Regions from separate parts of the Mus musculus genome. Here region 1 is linked to region 2. The links are chromatin contacts, called in public Hi-C maps. All regions are on one chromosome and are shown on one strand. Each heading gives the region's core, a stretch centred on a gene start, on an enhancer-like site or on the middle of the called end of the contact. The rest is flanking DNA. Distances are from core to core; before and after follow the strand shown. Region 1 overlaps Pik3r5 (phosphoinositide-3-kinase regulatory subunit 5). Region 2 overlaps Ntn1 (netrin 1).

Region 1 (6,341 bases), core at 1,830-4,329, 250 kb after region 2:
CATCATCAACTTTCTGTCCCTCTGACTAACAGCTCCAGGTACCTTACCCAAGTGCAGTCTTGCTTTCCTCATTTGCAGCTTCTTGCACCCAACAGAGATGCTCAAGGTTCATCTGCATTGTAGCGTGTGTCAGGATTTCCTTCCTTTGAGAGACTACACACACACACACACACACACACACGCACACGCACACGCACACACACACACACACACACACACACACAAACACACACATCTTGTTTGTCCATTCAACTCCCCATGGACACTTGGCTTATTTCCAGTCTTTGGCCACAGTATCCAATGCCTCTATGAACGTGGAGGTTCAGGACCTTGCTTCCAGTTACGTTGTGCATCTATCCAGAAGTGGAGTGACAGAATCCTAAGTCGGGCTTGCTGTGAATCTTTAGAGGAAGCACCTTGTTCTCCCGCAGCCCATTAGCCGCTACCTTGTTTCACATTCCCAGGCAGCCTGCACCAGGCTCTGACTTCTTCACAGCCTAGCATTTACTTTGTTGTTCTTTTACTCTAATAGTGGCCATACTGATAGGAGTGGTCCAGTTTTGATTTGCACTTCCATGGTGATGAGGAGTGAAAAGGATTCTATTACCACCAGTGGTATCGTGTATTTGTGTGGGGTCAGCTTGCCCGTGTGTGGAGGTCAGAGGACAGTGTTGTGTAGTCTGTTTTCTCCTACCTTTATGTAGGTTTTAGGGATTGAACTGAGGTCACCTGCTTGTGTGCCAACTGCCTTTTACCTATTGAGACATCTCATTGGCACTGAAAAACCCTATCAAGTGCTTATTAGCCACCTGCATATTCCTCTAGGGAACTATTCCTTCAAGTCCTTCATCTATCTGGGCAGTGATGGCGATGGGGTTGGGGTGTAGTCCTTTGCCTATCTGGATATTAGTTCTTTGTCACCTGAATGACAGGGAAGACTTCTGTTTTGTGGGCATTTCACTCTTGACTGGAGCCTTTGATGCAGAGTTTTGGCTCTTAGATCTAACTTAGTTTTGGTTCTGAGGTCTAATTTGTCCAGATTTTTCTTTTGTGCCCTGGATTCTTTGGTGTGTGGTGCTTTGAAAGAGACGTGTCCCCATAGTCTTGGGCTTTTGAACACTTGGTTCTTGGTCGATGGCATTTTGGGGAGTAAACCCAAAAATGTGCAGCCCTGAGAGTGGACATAGGTCAGGGGGTAGTTTTTGAGATGATGATGATGGTGATGGTGATGATGATGATGATGATGATGGTGATGATGATGATGGTGATGGTGATGATGATGATGATGATGATGATGATAAAGCGCCTCCTCTGCTTCTAGTTTGCTCTGTCTGCTTGCTTGTGGTTAAGATGTGAACTCTCAGCTTCCTGCTCCAGCTACTGTGCCTGCCACTCCACTTGCTGTCATCCCATACCTTCAATTGCAGGCTTTAACCCTCTGGAACTATATGCCCAAGTAAACTCTTCCTTCAGAGTTGCCTTGGTCCTGGGGTTTTATCCCAGCCACAGGTATAATTAGCACAAGCGTTATCACCGCGAAGCCATCTACAAATTCAAGGTGACCAAGCTTCTTCCACATGTCCAAGGATTTTTGCAGTTTTAATTACCATGTTTTTAGACTTGTGATCCTTTCCACATCACTTCTGTATCGTTCTGGATCTTTCTGCATAATGAGAGGATGTGGGTTTTCATTTGCTCTCGTCTTTTCTGTCTCTCAAAAGTTTTATTCATAAAAATTGCTTATTTTAAAGTTTATTATCTTTATTTCTCTTGATGCTATTATAAGTGGGGCCTTCCCCCTAGGACATATCTTAATGTAAAGAGAAATATGGGGCTGGAGAGATGGCTCAGCAGTTAAAAGCACTGACTGCTCTTCTGAAGGTCCTGAGTTCAAGTCCCACCAACCACATGGTGGCTCACAACCATATGTAATGATGCTCTCTTCTGGTGTGTCTGAAGACAGCTACAGTGTACTGACGTATAATAGTAAACTAAATCTTAAGAAATAATTGAGAAATATTAATTTCTATGTTATTTTTTATCCAACAACATTCTCTAAGTATTTTCATTGTTACAGCCATGTATTTTTTTGTTGTTGTTGTTGCTGTTGTTGCTAACTGCAGTTTCTATAATATATCAGGAAGGGGCGAGGATAAAAGCCAGCAGCTCCGCCACTGACAACGCTGTAGTTTTTGAAAGACATATGACTTACAAGACCTCAGAGCTTAGCCATGCACTTGGCCTGCCATTACTCAGAATACCCAGCTGAGCCAGAAATGAACTGAAATGAAGAACCTCAGAGTACAAAGCCAAGCAGTCGTGAGCAATGAGACCAGCCAGCCTTTCAGCTGCTGTCCACACAGTGGTATCACCGTAGTAACTATACCTAGTGTGAGTGTCCAAAACAATGATTTCAGCAGCAGAAGTCGGCCATAAAATGTGTAATACAAACCTGAACCTGTACTTTAGGCAATAGAGTGAGTGATCCAATATGAAGAGAAGGCATATGACCGACCCCAGAATGATTCAGAAATCATTGAAAAAATGACCTGGGAATTCCTGTCCTCACCAATACATTTTGAACTTTTGATAAACCAGAGTTCCCGAAATAGATATTTGAGAACCTGTTCCAGTAACTCTGGGAGAAATTAGAAAAGTAATTCAAATTAACTTGTTAGCGAGAGCTGAGGTGACTCACACCATCGGGAGGATGGGAGCTCCCATCCAAGCAAGTGAGTCTGGGCTCAGACTTCCACTGTCTCTGAGGGCAAGCCTTCCTCAGTAAGGTCAGCCAGCCCTCTGCACTGGCTCAGAAGAGGAACTTGAAAAGGAAAAAGCCATTGTTTAATGTTTTAACACTGCCCATCAGGGGAGCCTGCCTGGCAGCAGCTGGAATTTTATAAAGGGGACTCCTCTTAATGAGGGGAATCCCAGGATTGGACATCCGATACTGAACGGAGCAGGTCTTGCTTTTCAAGCTTTTGAAAAAGGTCTCATCCCACTGTCTACTGTCACCCCTTCCCCAGAGCCAATGGGGTTCTGCCCACAAGTCATAAGGAATGGCAGTTGTCAGTGAGTCATCCTGACAAAGCGAACCTCGTGCATGGCCAAGCGTGGAGCACAAGGGCTGACTTCACCCACAGGCTCCAGATGAGCCCACCCCCACTCTCATCTTTGTACTTCACCGAGGGGCTCCCCCACGGGACCTCTATTGCCTCCCTCAGGCTCCCAGGCCAAGCACTCAGTAGGTCCCAACTTTTTTTAAAAAGTCATCTATTTGTGTTTACGTTTATGGGTGTTTTGTCTGTACGTATATCTGTCTGCATACCACGTGCATGCCTGTTGCCCAGGAGGCTAGAAGAGGTTGTTGGATCCATAGAACGAGAGATACAGGTGGTGACAAGGCACATGTGAGAGTTGGCGATTGAAACCTGGTCCTTTGGAAAGTAAGTACTGGTAACCGCTGAGCCATCTCTTCAGCCCCAGGTCCTAACTCTTAAGAGCATGGACCAACGCCTAGATGACAGAAATAGTATAGGGAGCCCAGCATATCAGTGACTCTGCCCTGGGCTTGGAGGATATCTGGCTCTTGACCTTGGTTGTCTCCTTAGAGCCAGGGAGCACCGAGGAGTCTACAGGAGGAAGGATGGAAGGGCATGCATCAGCAGGTACTGGAGAAGGGTGCTGCTGACACTGGGGAAGGCTGCTAGCAGCAGACCAGGACACTGGACTCTGATACCTGTAAGGACAAGGCATGGCAGAAGAAAACACGGTGGCTGAGAAGGCTCATTCGTGACTCACCTTTGCATCATGACAGTGTAAGGCAAAGGTGACTCACACTGGCCTCCTAGCAAGACCAGCTTGTCCATCACTTCAGGGGTTGGGCAGAGGGGCGACTTAACAGCCAGTTCACACTTCTATCCTTTCCTCAGGCTGGAGAGGCAGGGCCCAGGTTGCCACCATGCACAGGGTGTCCTCTTCTGAATAATAAGGGGGTCTGTTTTCTGGAAGAGGTAGGCTGGACTGGGCAACTGGTGTAGATAGACATGCCAGGGTTCAAGATTACCAGCAACCGGGAATGCCAACCTCTTTAAGAAAAATCCCAAGAATTGAGTTTTCCCTTGGAGTGCATTGGTTTTCTTTCCTTTCTAAACTGCATCTGATTTGCTGAGGGGCAATGTGTGCAGAGTTAAGAACCCAGACGTCCTGGGTTTGCATTCTGGCTTTGCTACCTGTGATGGTTTGTATATGCTCTGCCCAGGGAGTGGCACTATTAGAGGGCGTGGCCCTGTTGGGGTAGGTGTGTCACCGTGAGTGTGGGCTTTAAGACCCTTATCCTAGATGTCAGGAAGCCAGTATTCTGCTAGCAGCCGTTAGATGAAGATGTAGAACCATCAACTCCACCTTCATCATGCCTGCCTAGATGCTGTTATGCTCCTGCCTTGATGATAATGGACTGAACCTCTGAACCTATATGCCAACCCCAATTAAATGTTGTCCTAATAAGACTTGCCTTGGTCATAGTGTCTGTTCACAGCAGTAAAACCCAAACTAAGATACTACCTCTGAGCTATGTAAACCTGGGCAAGGTATTCTACTCCTCTGTGTCACTAATTGCCCATCTTTTTCTCCTACTCCACTACTGTCCCACAGAGGTGGTCTAGCCTCCTGCCTCTTACTGCTGGGTTGCCCACCCTGATGGTTACCTACTCAGAGTAACAAAACTGTTCAAGCCCAGCTGTCTTTCTAGTGTCCTGCCACCCACACAGTGGACTTGCAAGCTGTCCTTCTGCCTCTTCCCTGTTCCCTGCCAATGTTCCTGATGAATTGGGTATGATTTGGTGGTATCTCACCTGGTAGGAGACTCATATCCTCAGACAATGTCTTCAGGTCCCTCAAGCCCTTGGTTTTAGAGAGCAGGTGCACCTTCCGGAATGGTCGATGACCCTTTTCCCCTTTGCAGTCTTATGGTGATGAACACACATACACTGCTGTTCCAGGTCCATGCAAACACCACCCAAGATAGTTGCAGCCACTATCCAAGTGCCTTCCGGAACTTTAAATATTTATTTAATTATTCATTCTGTGTTTATGTGTGAGTATATATACGTGAACGCAGGTACCCGGAGAGACTAGAAATGTTGCATCCCCCTGGAGCTGGGGTGACAGGTGGTTGTGAGCTGCTTGGTGTGGGTGCTGGGAACTGAACTCAGATCCTCCACAAGAGCAGCAAGTGCTCTTAACTGCTGAGCTACCTCTCCAGGGAACTTTAGGATGTAGGGCATTCAGCACTCTGAACTTGGGGTTTGGGTTCAGCCACAGCTAGGAAGAAGGAAAAGTCCTACTTGCTCCCAGGCTCTTGGGAGAGGTATGGCTTTCCTATAGTTCTACCGTGCTCCTGGTGGCCTAGAGCAGGCTCCGTATCCCCTTCGGCTTCCAAATTCCTCTTGTGGAAACTGAAGGGCTGTTGGGCAGCAGGCTATGTGTCTGCTTTGCCACTGGGATGCCGGAGCGTTCAGGGAAGCATGCCCCTCAGGGAAGGCAGAATACAGCCTGCGATGGGGGGGAAGGGGTGGTCCCAGCCTGTGTTCTTCCTGATGAGAAACAGCAGGGGCTGGAATGGATGCCATGGCTCTCAGTTTTCTGTGTACCCAGACATAGCTGGGGTCTGAGAGGATTTGAAACTAGTCCCCATGCCAGGCAGAAAGGGGATAGTTGAGCTGGGGATGAGGAGAATCGGGTTTGGTTCTGGTGAGTGCCGGTAGTAGAGAGGGGCTGAAGGCCTTCTCTGGGAGATTTAGACACAGTTCTATGGTCTCCCCCCACAACTGGGATCCCCCCACCCAAGGATCCTGCTTCGGGTCCTCCTTGTCCAAACTGCTCTGCTCATGGTGGATGTGAATTCAGGGTGAAGCAGGGATTAAACACCCTTTGCCGAAAGGGATACCTAGGAAGGGAAGCTCATTGGCTAAACACTCGGGAGTGTATCTAGATCCCTCGTTAGCATGGAGAACCCCAGGTTTTTATGCTACCTGACTAGTTGTCGTGGTCCTCTCAATAGGATGTCACAGTTACGTGGTCCATCCAAGAGAGGTAGACTCTGGCTGGAAGCCGGTTCCAACACCTGCTGTTCTCGATTACGAGAATTCTAGGGAGTTGGGAGGTGAACCTGTATCAATCTTACCAGGTCTACTGTCTGGTGGTATGGTCTACTTGCCCACAAAGGACCAGCTGGGGTGACTTCCCATCTCCCTCAAGAACTTGGCCTAGGATTGATGGAGGAGCAGCTATGAGGACAAAGGCTAGATTTTGTCTCTAAAGTTGTCTATAGAGAGGCTTTC
Region 2 (6,282 bases), core at 3,065-5,564:
CACAGGAATATCTGTCTGTGAACCACGGCCCATTAGTGAGCCTATCTTGCCCACTCTCTAGGTTTCCTGGATGGAGTCCTTCAAGTGTTGAGACCCTAAAGGAACCATTCCCCAGGTCAGTCCTGAAGGGTCTCCTCATTTCAGTCTTGTTCCAGCTCAGGGGCAATTCTAAGACAGCCTGTACCCACTGCCTGTATGTAACCACTGAGGCAGAGTTCTAGAAAGTCCCTAAGGCCCTCGGAGAGGCCACCCCAGCCTCCCTAGGCTTTGCCCTTGGCATCTGACCCTCCCTCCCATCTGAAGGAGCCGGATGGTCCTGCCTCCTGCCCTGCTTTCTGGGACAGAAGCTCTGGCCAGAAACCACAGCTCACAGCTGTACCTAGGAGCATGTCATCACCTTCACCACATACCTTTGTGCCACTGTGTGTCAGCAAAGGAGGCATTCTGGTGACAGGGGACCAGACTACCCAAATGGTAAGCAAAGGGACAGCTGGGAAATCTTGACTGGTAAGTGACTAACCTGGTATGGTTTTCTTCAAAGACCTACATATCACAACTCTGTTAATACACTCTCAAACTCAAAAACCTACTTCCATTTTGCACCCCTTCCTAACTGTACAAAGAGGATGTCTTCTTCCCCCTTTCCATCTCCTCCCTAGGGTGGGTAGGAGACAGCTGCCTCCCTAAGGCTGGCTCTCAGGCAGAGGAGAGGTGGGCTGGATTCTGGTCCACAGAGGTGGTGGCTGTGACAAACCCTGCTCCCTCAGCAATGACCTTATCCACAACTTGGCTCATTTTGGCTATTTAATGTAGCCCCCATTGAGCAGGCCACAGAGGGCAGGGCAGGAGGCCTTGGTAGATTTCTAACAAGACGTCTCTGTTGCTTAGCAGGGGCGTGGGGGAAGTCTAGTTAAGAGACTTCGCTGGATACCAGGTGAGACTGGACTCCAGGGTTCAAGGGTGGAAGCTGGCCAGAGCATTAGACATGCTGGTACAGAAATGAGACCCCTGCTGTACAGCTGGATGTTATTTGCTACAGATGGTACCCAACAAACCATACTGGCTCTCCTGGATAGTGGACCTTGCCCTCAATCTCAAGCTTGGACCAGGGAAGCCACCTGACCCTTGCCAGGGTAGGTCTGTGTGCTCATGCCAGCCTCCCTCTGAAGCCTTAGTCTTCCTCCGGCTAGGGAAGCAGCTAAGCCACCTCTCCAGGCCCTCTCAGATGGCCATGCCTGTCTTCCTGGATCTTGCGGCTTTCCACTAGGGAGTCCATTCCTCATTCCCCGCCACTCCCGATGCCTCCTCAGGAGGTGTTGCTGGGTCTGTCCCAGACCATACTCCAGGCTCATATCCTCAGAGTTCTCTAGAGACAAGCTGCCTGGGTCTCAGTGGTAACCACTATCCCACCCAACCCTCGCCTACTGTGGGAGTGTCAAGAGGGCTAACTGCTGATGTGCAACTGTGGTGAGGTCAGAGTCTGAGTACCGGTGCTGGTGTGACCTTGGGCACGTGGACATGTCTTTTTACTGGTGAACACGAAGACAAGAGTGAATCCCTGCCTCGCAGGTTTGTGGTGAAAACAGGCCAGGAGCATATGGGTAAAGTGCCTGGCACCAAGAGGGTGCTCAGTAAGTGGCAGTGGTGATGTGGGCAGAAGTGGAGAAGCAGAGGGAGCCGTGTCACTGAGGGGCTGAGCTTCATCCCTCATATGGCCCTTCAGGGCAGCCAAGTGGGCAGGAGAAATGAAACCAATTTCCTGACTGAGAGGGCCAGGCCTCTCATCCAGTGTGCGGGGCGCGAGGCTAGAGGCCCGAGTACAGGGAGGCAGGGAAAGGCTAAAGGGGCCTGGGAAGCAACCAGAAGGGAAGCTTGGAGCTGCCTGCGTGAGGACATTAAGTCTCTAAGAGAAAAGAGAGCTAGGCATACAGGAGGGCCTGGGGACCTCCACAAAGAAGGCAGCCAGAAAGGAATAGACCAGACTGCCCAGGCTAGACCAAGACAGCTGGGAGCTAGAGTGGGTTTCTTAACCAAGGAGTCTATGTCCCTTTTCTGGGGAGCCAGCAGTGAGGGCGGCAGCAGGAAGCAGTCACAGAATGCTTGGACCCCAAGAACCTGACCATTCCTGGCCTTGCCCTCCAGCTTGGACGCCAGGCACCTTGCTGAGCAGCGACCCTACCCTGACTCAGGCAAGCCCCTTCCCCCAAGCCTGGTTCAAACTGCCTAGACAGCCGCTGGCATTCCAGACTTAACCAGGCCCTCTCCAGCTGTTGACATTGCTGTGAGGCCTTGTGGGAGCTGATGTCATTACACAAATAGTGTCACTGCCCTAAACCCCCGCCAGTACCCCTCCCCCTCCCCTGGAAAATGTCATAAAAAGGGCTGTTTCCAAGTTTCCAGCAAGGAAACTCTCTGGGAGGTTTTGGTTTGCAATGCCTCCTTCCACAGGCAGCTCCAGCAGAGGCAGTGACCACCCGGCTTGACTTCAGGGTCCTTAGGCCCTAGGCCCTCTGATGGGCCAGGAGCCTGGGCCAGCCCCACTGGAGTAGAGCAGGCCCCAGGAGAACTCTCCCCTCCCTACAGATGGTGAACTCCACCCAGGAGACCAGCCCAGCAGGTGGCAGTGGAGACCAAAGCTGGCTGATCCCAGTGTCATCGGGCCCTCTAACATAGGGACCTGTTGTCAGAGTCTGGAGTCCTGTGGGAATTCCTAGACAGCGGGTGATGGAGAAAGGAGGGGGGCGTGACTAGTGTCTGGTGGTGGATTGGTTGCCCCTGCCCAGGCTGCAGGCCCAAAAATTCACAGTTCTTACATCCCCCTTCAATAACCATCAAACACAGCGACTGTAGACCACTGTGCCATTCTGTTCCCGCCTCTCAGGACCTCCCTAACCCCTCCACGGCGACCCCCACCTAGCCCTAGGGAAGCGCATCTCTGTTCTGGAAGGAGCGCCGTGAGGTAGCTATGTCTTGTCCTCATTTCTCCAGGGCCTGGCCTGTCAATACAGGGTGCTTTCTGCCATGCGCATAAGAGCGCAGCCAGGGGTGTGAGGGTGGGGCTGGGGCGGAGCCGCTGAGGGCCCCGCCCCACTTCGACTTCGCCCCGCCCCCACCCTCCCAAAAAAACCCCTGACGGCCAAGTCCAAGGCTGCCAGCCTTTGCCAGCGCCCTGCCCGCCCTCCTGGAGCCCGCGCCACCTCCGCGCTAGGCCTTCTTGCACTTGCCCTTCTTCTCCCGTTGCTGGAACTTGCGCAGCCGCCGTGCCCATGTGTCCCGCCACTGGATCACCAGGCTGCTCTTGTCTGCCACGATGCCACTCTGGTCAGGTGAGTCCTCGGCATTACCCAACAGCAAGTACTTCTTGAGGGGCTTGATTTTGGGACACTTGCAGGCGATGTCTCGTGAGCGGATCCACAAACTCTGGTCACCACGGCGAATACGACTTGTGCCCTGCTTGTACACGGAGATGATGTTCACGGTGAACTTCCACCAGTCCCCTGCTTTGTCGGCCTTCAGGATGTGGATCTGGACAGCTGTGAGGAAGCAAACAAGTGGTGTGGGCCATGGCTGGGAAGTGCAGCCAGGTGCCCAGGTCCTGGGATGGGATGGGCCCGACCTGCACGATGTCCTACAAGAACCTGGAGTGGGATCTGGAAAGTGACTGCAAAGGGCTCCCCACGGGCAATGGGTGAGCTAAGCTCATCCCAGAACCTGAGCTAATACCTGGGCCAAAGCCCCTATCCCAAGAAGTGTTGCTCCTGCCTTTGTTGAAGGTGCCCCCCGCCCAACACTGCCTCTTGGAACATGTTGAGATCCATAAGGGAGACTCCAGGGAAGCGGGGTAGATGGATTAAGCATGCCCCTAGCTCTCTAGATAGTCTGCTTGCCCCTGAGGGCAGGTGGCTTTGATGACAGCAGGGCTGACTCCTCTGGAAATGAGGAGCACCTCACATGCCTAGACTTCCAAAGGCTCCAGCCACTTCACCCCAAGCCTTAGGATGGCACCTGTCCCCCAAAATCATCCTGACTTCAATGAAATTGAAACAGCCCATCAGGGAATTTTAGTACGCAGCATCAAGAGAGTCTGCCACTCACATGGCCAGAGTGCTTTTCCAGGGTCAGCCAGGGTCCTCAAAAATACTCCCTGCCAGGCTGCTAGCTCCCTTGGAGCCTCTCAGGTTCAGCACTGTCCCACTCCCTCCCCCCACCCCCAGTCTTCTTCTACAGGGGTTCTCAAACCAGACTGCGCCAGAGGTCCCTGGAGAGCTTCTGCAAATGGTGCGGTGCTGACTCCACCCACCCTTGAGCTTCTGACTCACCAGAACTGGGTAAAGTCCCCAGTTCACATGCTCTCCCCAGGAGTGCTGCTGCTACTGGGGGAAGACACTGGAGAGGAGCGGCAGATATGTGAAAAGATGTCCCTACTGAAGGCACTTTAAAGTAGAAGGGCATGCTTATGAGGGAGAGGCTAGGAGGTGGCTCAGTCAAGGAAGCATTTGCCAGACCATGAGTTTAGAACTCATGAGCAAAGCAGGACTCGTAACTACAATCCCAGCACTGGGCCATGAAGACGGCAGATCCTTGGTGCTTGGCATGTTCTCAGTTCAATGACAGACAGTCTTCTTTCTCCCAACAAGGTGGAGGACAACAGGAAGATACCCAAACTCAACTTCTGACCTACATACACACACACAAACACTCCATGTGTGTACACACACAACAACAGCAAAAGATGGAGGGAACACCAGGTTCCCTTCAAGAATTCCCTTGGTGCTGGGCTTTTGAGAGGCTGTGTGTGGTAAGTAGTGTGTTTGCATTGGCTTCCCGAAAACTGCTGGCTGTAGAAGCCCGTGGTTGGCCCATCTTAGGCCACCAGAGCCTCTCGGAGCCTACTTGGGAATTGCTGGCGAGAGAGGAACACACAGCCAATCACCCTCTACAGTCCAGGAGATTCCTAGAGAAGGCCTCAGCTGTGCTCAGTCTCATTCAAGGGAGGCAGACATTGTTCCTATCCCCATCGCCAGTGCTCCTTCCCTGCGCTGACCCCATATGTCACACAGTGTATGCCTCCTCCCTCAGGGCAGGGAAGCACTACCCCTGGACTATGCTGAGGACCACCTGACCAACTGACTGTCCTGAGCCCCCTGACTTAGAAACCCCAGGGAAGCCCAGCTCATCACTTCCCTGATTCTTCCACAGTCAGAAAGCCTGCCTGGGTCCCTGCTGCTCCAGGTGACTCCCCATTAAGGTCTCTGGTGTATAGGGGAGAGCACCCTGCTCCCTTCCTGTGCCCACATTGGCTGGCCAAGGTTGGGAAGCAGACAGCTGGTGCAGAGGAGCACCGGACGCTCCAACCTGCCCTCCTGGGCGAGGGAAGTGGCAGATTTTCCCATATTTTCATTTCAGCTGTTCTGGGCATCCTGAACTTTGCACTTCAGTCTGAGGGCTCCAAAGAATGGCTGCCATGGCAACCGTTTCCATGTTTTTGTCACCAAGGGATTCAACACTCAGTGTGAACTCTGAGGGTGGGGGGTGGGGAAACCCTCCAGCCTAGAGAAGTGACTGTGCTGACAGAGGTCACCGTGGCAACTGAGTGCCTCCTCAGCTAAGTGGTCGGGAGAACTCCCGCCAGAGCCCTGGTTTCCTTTCCTGGGAATGAGCTGAATGCAGAATGAGCCTCTCAGGACACAGCAGTTTCCCTGTGTGGCAGCCCTTGGCCAGCCAGTGTTGCCTGACCAAGAATGGGCTGGATGTGTGGAGGGCCCTCTGGCAGGGCCCTTGATGATGTAGTCTAATCCCAGACTCAGAGCATTGATGCCCCAAGCTCCTTTGCTGGAGCCCTTACATCCCTGCACCTCAGAGAAGAACAATCTAGAGACGGGGCCTTTCCAGAGGCAATTATGATGAGGTCATGAGGGTGGGCCTCATGCCAGGATAACTAGAGAGGTCTTGGGCATCAGCCTGATGGACAGGCTTGAGAGGGTCTCAGCTTTACAGAAAAGGACTCAGGAGAAGAGCTGGCTAGACAAGGTGGGCTTGGGCTGGACCCCCAGGTTCCCCAGGAGACTTTCCTTCTCGTGCTCCTGCAACAGCTCTGAAGATAAGCATCACCGGCTCACCCCAGGCCTGTCCGTGAATTATCCTGGAAAGGCAGGCTCCACTCCCTAGAGACTACCAGAGGCCTCAAGAGGACCTGCTTCACCAGAGCCCTGCAGGTCCCCACTGGACACGGCTATGTTCAAGAATTAAGAAGTTAGTTCCTTCTGTCTGTAGGGACCTTCC

What was found. A called contact is a pair of places that touch in the nucleus more often than the background predicts.
Region 1: a contact with region 2 is called in a Hi-C map of pancreatic cancer cells. The contact joins two enhancer-like sites. A contact is called at or near these places in 1 of 484 Hi-C or Micro-C datasets (pancreatic cancer cells), 1 of 115 datasets of contacts at active chromatin or transcription factors (double positive thymocytes) and 3 of 9 other capture datasets (adipose tissue, embryonic stem cells and liver).

Annotation. Positions count from the first base shown.
Region 1 is chr11:68,465,327-68,471,667 of GRCm38.p6, forward strand. All of the region lies in intron 1 of Pik3r5 (phosphoinositide-3-kinase regulatory subunit 5), which reads left to right. Among named protein-coding and RNA genes, the nearest start is that of Pik3r6, 35 kb to the right of the region's middle. Within about 2 kb of position 3,080, at least 53 of the 459 cell types and tissues checked have an H3K27ac peak or open chromatin away from gene starts, as enhancers often do. A contact at or near this core is called in pancreatic cancer cells, where this site is marked.
Region 2 is chr11:68,209,802-68,216,083 of GRCm38.p6, forward strand. Ntn1 (netrin 1) reads right to left here. Exons shown (of 7, transcript NM_008744.2): 7 at 1-3,533. The coding sequence ends at 3,205. Among named protein-coding and RNA genes, the nearest start is that of Mir6406, 7.9 kb to the right of the region's middle. Within about 2 kb of position 4,315, at least 97 of the 459 cell types and tissues checked have an H3K27ac peak or open chromatin away from gene starts, as enhancers often do. A contact at or near this core is called in pancreatic cancer cells, where this site is marked.